2 separate regions of the Mus musculus genome follow, and region 1 is linked to region 2. A link is a contact called in public Hi-C data. All regions are on one chromosome and are shown on one strand. Each heading gives the region's core, a stretch centred on a gene start, on an enhancer-like site or on the middle of the called end of the contact. The rest is flanking DNA. Distances are from core to core; before and after follow the strand shown. Region 1 overlaps Inpp4b (inositol polyphosphate-4-phosphatase, type II). Region 2 overlaps Inpp4b (inositol polyphosphate-4-phosphatase, type II).

Evidence for each region. Hi-C and Micro-C count contacts between places; a contact is called where the count stands out from the background.
Region 1: a Hi-C map of CD8 T cells shows a contact between it and region 2, with 4 times the contacts expected there. The contact joins two enhancer-like sites. A contact is called at or near these places in 1 of 39 promoter capture datasets (the C10 cell line), 4 of 15 datasets of contacts at CTCF or cohesin (CD8 T cells, the G1E-ER4 cell line, large pre-B cells and 1 more), 131 of 484 Hi-C or Micro-C datasets (the 3T3-L1 cell line, 3T3-L1-derived adipocytes, the AML12 cell line and 76 more) and 9 of 115 datasets of contacts at active chromatin or transcription factors (the 230-238 cell line, CD8 T cells, PVALB interneurons and 5 more).

Annotation. Positions count from the first base shown.
Region 1 is chr8:81,477,714-81,480,413 of GRCm38.p6, reverse strand. All of the region lies in intron 2 of Inpp4b (inositol polyphosphate-4-phosphatase, type II), which reads right to left. Among named protein-coding and RNA genes, the nearest start is that of Gm51582, 140 kb to the right of the region's middle. Within about 2 kb of position 1,298, at least 6 of the 459 cell types and tissues checked have an H3K27ac peak or open chromatin away from gene starts, as enhancers often do. A contact at or near this core is called in CD8 T cells and regulatory T cells, where this site is marked.
Region 2 is chr8:81,799,621-81,802,425 of GRCm38.p6, reverse strand. All of the region lies in intron 7 of Inpp4b (inositol polyphosphate-4-phosphatase, type II), which reads right to left. Among named protein-coding and RNA genes, the nearest start is that of Gm25267, 350 kb to the left of the region's middle. Within about 2 kb of position 1,420, at least 13 of the 459 cell types and tissues checked have an H3K27ac peak or open chromatin away from gene starts, as enhancers often do. A contact at or near this core is called in CD8 T cells and regulatory T cells, where this site is marked.

The DNA.
Region 1 (2,700 bases), core at 49-2,548, 320 kb after region 2:
ATCAATTGTATTAAATTATAATATACTGCATACATGCACTAAATTGCCATACATAACAAGAAAAGATGTAGCCATACAGTCTCAATAATGAGTTACAATTAAAAAGGAGAAATATGTACATGGATATGAAGCAAGAGTTAGCATACTGTGGAGCTAGGTTGAAATTGGCAGTATCTCTATTCCATCTACGTCATGAGCAGACAGATGGATGATAGATGCCCTATCAGATCTCAGCAATGACCTCTTTTAAGGGATTAAATAGGGGAATCACGGTTTAGGGCCATTACAGAGCCAGTAAGCTGCACACTTCGGCCCCAGGTTCAAGGTTGGCTAATGATGTGCTTCTCATGTATCCACAGCACTTGCCCCCTGTATCAAGTCCTGGTGGGGTCATTTCATGGGTCAAATAATTGGAGCATGATTTCATCACCTGTGAATATAATTAAAACTAACAGCCTCGGTGTTGGGGAAAATCTCGGCACAGTCTTCTACTACTACTAAAATGGATACGAAACTCCAGTAAACTTGATGTTTCTCTTACAAGTTAAATTAAAAACTCACAAATGAATAACTTCAGGATGAAGCAGAGGCAACTTTATATTAGAAGAGTCATTGTTAGAATTTTCTTTGAGGGAGAAATTCTCTTTATATTCTTTTAACAGCCTTTGTTGAAATGTTTTTAAATGCAACTTACATCAAAAATTTTCTGAACAAGAGAGATGGAAAGAAGTCTATTTTTTTTTTTACTATTTATAAAAACTGCTTGGTATTTGGTTGATAGACAGTCATTCAGGATAGGATCCTAGCACCAAAAATCCAAAAGATTAGACTGAGTCCTCCTAATGTGAAGTAATCTAACCAGATAAGAACTGCATCAACAAATAAATTCCATCCATTGAACACTGACAAGCTATAGTTTGTTATTAACGTCTATAAATATTTACCTACCTTGTTAAGGCCTAAATTGTGGATTGCAATTCACAGAACATATAGTTTTCCTATCTCCATGCTGTTTTGTCAATTGGTGAGAAAGCATTCACAATTAGTGTGTTGTCTTCCTAAATGTTCTGAGTTCCATGCAATAACAAAACAGATTCTGAATATCTTAGGCATTAGTAAATGAGCAGGGTACAGGTATTGGTATTCAAAAATTAATGCCACACTCTCTTCTGAGATTTGGTAGCTACAAAACACACATCTGCAATGACAATGAAAATAAAAATCCAAAGAGCCAATGCTTATGCAATACATAATGTATGCACCACAGGGCACACCTGTGGAAATGGAGGGTGTAACATCAAGTACACTTTCTGAGAAGATGTGCAGACCTTACAAGTATATTGAAATAAGAAACACCAAGAGGAAGGGTACAGTAACTTTGAGCAGAAACAAGCATAAAATAATCTCATAAGACTTTATATCTTTACAATTCTACTTTTATATTTCATTAAAATTATGAGATAAGTGTTGTTTTCAAATATGATGTTCTAATAAAGTTCCTTTTTGTGACAAGGGTCACGGAAACCCTAGGAGATTACTGCTGACACCTAGTGGCATGATGTTTAAATGCTTAATGCGCTTAAAGAGAGATGATACAGACTATGCATAGTGTATAATACATGCATACATACATACATGCATACATACACACATACACACATACATACGTATACATATATATGGAAGAACTGAATTACAAACTATTAATTTCAGTCCAGGTATTTAATTTTCAGTCAATTGAGTCTCCTTCATGACTAGTCCCTCAATATTGAATAAATTAAAACTACCATGTCTGTTAACCCTTAAGAAAACCAATTCCTTCAAATCTCCTTAGTCTTTTTCTGGATATTGGCAATGGGAACCCCAACTCATAATAAATCTACTTTAACCTCAATAGGTTTTATTTTATCCCAACTTCTCAAAGACCCAGGTTTGACATTCAGTGTTTACATAACGTAGAAGCCTTGTCTACCATCGAGCAGGGTGTGTTAAATCTCACTCCACATTCAAATGCTGGCACACCCAAAATGGCCATGAAACTGCCACACATGATCCCAGAGGATCAGATATATGACACTTGTGCATGGTAGGACAGGGCTTCTTCAAGGGTCTCTAGTATCCACATGGATGATGAGACAGAAAACACAAAAGAAACTGAAATGATTATGACATTAACCAAGACCCTACAGATAATTTCTATCAGATGCAACAATTGTGTGTGTGTGTATGTGTATATAAGAATGTGTAACAAAAGAAAGACACTCTATTTCTAGATGCACTTTTCTGCTACAGCACTACAGCACTTGGGAACACAGCAGGTAAAAATTAAATTAATAAATTAATACATAACTATTTACTTTTATTAATTTTTGTGTAAGATGTAAAACAGGAAAAGGTCACAAAAGACACTGACTTTTCTCTTAGTCCAAAGTAACTTTTCTGAGTAACTCAGGTTAGACATTTCATCAACAACATGTGCAGTGTGGCACACACAATGACAAATGCAGTGTGGCCCACAACAATGGGTGACAAGATTGGCCATCTTCCTAGGGCCCAAAGTATGTCCCACCCGTGAATTTATAAATTACTGGATTGTCAGTATGATTTTATTCTTATTGAAAATATGTGATGAAAATAGTATATGTTCTCCAGATAAGCCTAATTAATGCAGAGCATAGCTAAGTTATAGCTCTCATAGTA
Region 2 (2,805 bases), core at 171-2,670:
CCACAGAGAGTAGGATTACGTGCAGAGGAAACGAGTGGTCAGGAAGGAGAATCAGTGATTGTCTGCTACAATAAATTACATGAGAAGAAGGCATGGGGTAAAATGGCAAACTTCAAAACTGCTAGGTGAAAATGCAGGGAACACTGGGATATAGAAAAGACAGGGAATTTCTGAAAAGGATGAACAGGATTGCATTGAATTAGAAGAGGCTTTAGAGCAAGAAAATTCCAGAATAAAGAAACATCCTACAGAATAAGAGGAAAAATTCCAGTTATACATATAACAGGGAATTAGTATCCAGGATCAATAAAGGTCTCACAAAGTTAGAAGCACACAAAATAAAAATATCCATCCCATGATAATGGTCATTTAAATCCCCTATAATTTTATACTAATACAAAATATTTTGCAGTGAGATTTCTGGGAGACGGAGGTAAATATAGTTAATAACATTGTAATTATCTGAATAAGTTTTTATAAATCCTGAAGTCCTGTCCTAAATCCATGCATATCACATTTAAATGATACCACAACAGAATTCAAATTCAACATGTGCAAATTATATTGAAGTAAAGAAAGAAGATTACTCACAGGCTGTGCAAGGAGACATTCTTCCGACAAATCAGAGAGCCCACCTAACCACACCAAGAGCTACAATAAATGAAATCTCAATAGACCGAACTTTATAAAGACAGAATTCTTAAATCAATCTGCACACTGGAATTTGTTAGTAAGTTTTCTCTTTTTAATCTGCTGTACTCATTTTATGCCAGGTAAAAATATGCAGAGGAAAATATCAAGACTTGCTTTTTTTTTTTTTAACTCTCATTACTTTTGAGAATCTCCAGGTGACTCTAACACAGCCAGAGTTAAAAGTCAGGTTGCACAATGGGATTCACATTCCAAAATCTGAGAACCAGAAGGAGACCTCACCATGCAGGTTGGGAATCTGTGCTTCAGCTAGAGACCCAGTGGTAAAGTTGTTATGTCTCAATGAACAATACTCAGAGGGCTGTGGTACAGCCATTGGAAAGCCCTCATTTGCTGGAACAATCAAGTTAGGAAGTAATCTAGTCTTTTCAGATAACACCCATGTCTAATGGACATTCTGACCTTTTCACTGCAATGGTTCATCTGGCTGGAATTGTGAAAATCAGTTCAGAAACCATTACAAAAGAATTCTGTCCTATGGAGGAACTTATACAATGATGAATGGCTGGGATTGTCACGCCTTTACCCCATGTGCATATCATGCACTGCACTTAGAAATAACCACTGATATTATAGCTTCAATAGTCCTTCTGACATTACTTCAAGAAACAGTAAAGAACAATGGTTAAAAAATAGGTTTTGGAGCAAGGCTTCAAGGGAAACCTTGACTCATAAAAATTAGTCATGCAACATTAGCTTCTCACTGAATGGTACCATGCTCAGGTTTCTCTTTTGTCAAGTAGGGAACTATGATCACAGTACCTCCCCTCACACTGTCATCATGGATATGGCAAGAAAAATAGGGATGTATGATTGTGAGCTAAGCACTTGGCAAAGGATCATATACATTACTGATAACCCCAGCTCATACTGGAATCAGAACTGGTAAGCCAGTTCCCACCAACCTCACATGTCTGAATTTTGTGTTGTCTGGAATTCCTCCCAGTTTCAGGAGTCAAACTCCTTTGCTTTGTCTTTACCATAAATATCTGTTCTGAGGGAAAAACAAAACTCTTAAACCTTTGACCGGAAAAATGTACAAATTCCATATAGCTCAAAAAAGATATTAAATTGCTTTTATGTCCATTGCTGTCACTATCAACAAATTACATTGAGGCATATGAATTTAAAAGTAAAATGTGGATTATGTTTACATTGGTTATAAACCTCAATTTCTTTTAATTTAATGTTTTTTCAAGGCGCTTGGGATCTTGGAGCCCTATAATCTATTTCAATAAGTTGTTGAGTTAAAATAACTGTCTCAGCAAGAAATTCTTTTTCATGTCAAAGTTTACTCAGTCATGATGAACTTTAATCCCATTTTTTCTCTAAGTTTGTGTTTTGTGCCCATTTAGAAAAATGGCAAAGTGGCAGCTACTATGATCTAACCCCCATTGCAGGAAGAGCATAAAACCTAAAAACTGTCTGGGAACCTTGAGATTTGTTTCCCATTGCACTAAATGTCATATGAACGAGAAGCTTTTAAAGAACGCCAAACAAAGCATTCTGAGAGGAATTCTAACAACAGAATTGATCCCATTATAGATGATGTGTTCACAGTCCTGACATCAACTATGTAAATTCTGTCTCTATGGGAAGATTCATATAATAATAATGAATACACAGGAGATAATTGTGAAAATAACAAAAGAAAGAAAGAAACAAACAAAACCACTGTTTTGAAGGATGAGTGCAAAGCCAATCCAGCAGGTATAATCATAAAAATTGGGTCAAATCATAAAAATTGCTCACTTATGATTTTCAATACTATTTAGCAATCTATTTTGTCTTTAAGAAAGAGCTTATCACCTAAAACCATTTGGTCTTTTACCAGACAGAGAAATATTATTGTCAAAGTGTTTCCAAATCTTCACTGTAAAGGCATTTAAAACCAGGGAAATTCATGGGAACCTACTCTGAAAGTTCATTTGAGAGATTCATATTCCTCAGCACTACTTTTATTGAAAGTCAACTGTAGTTATGATACAGTAGAAATAATTAACACTAAAATCCTTCTCTAGCCTGTGAGGAATTTAGGTCATTCCGTGGATAGGATAATGTCTATGTTAATTCTCCAAATCCCACAGGATTCAG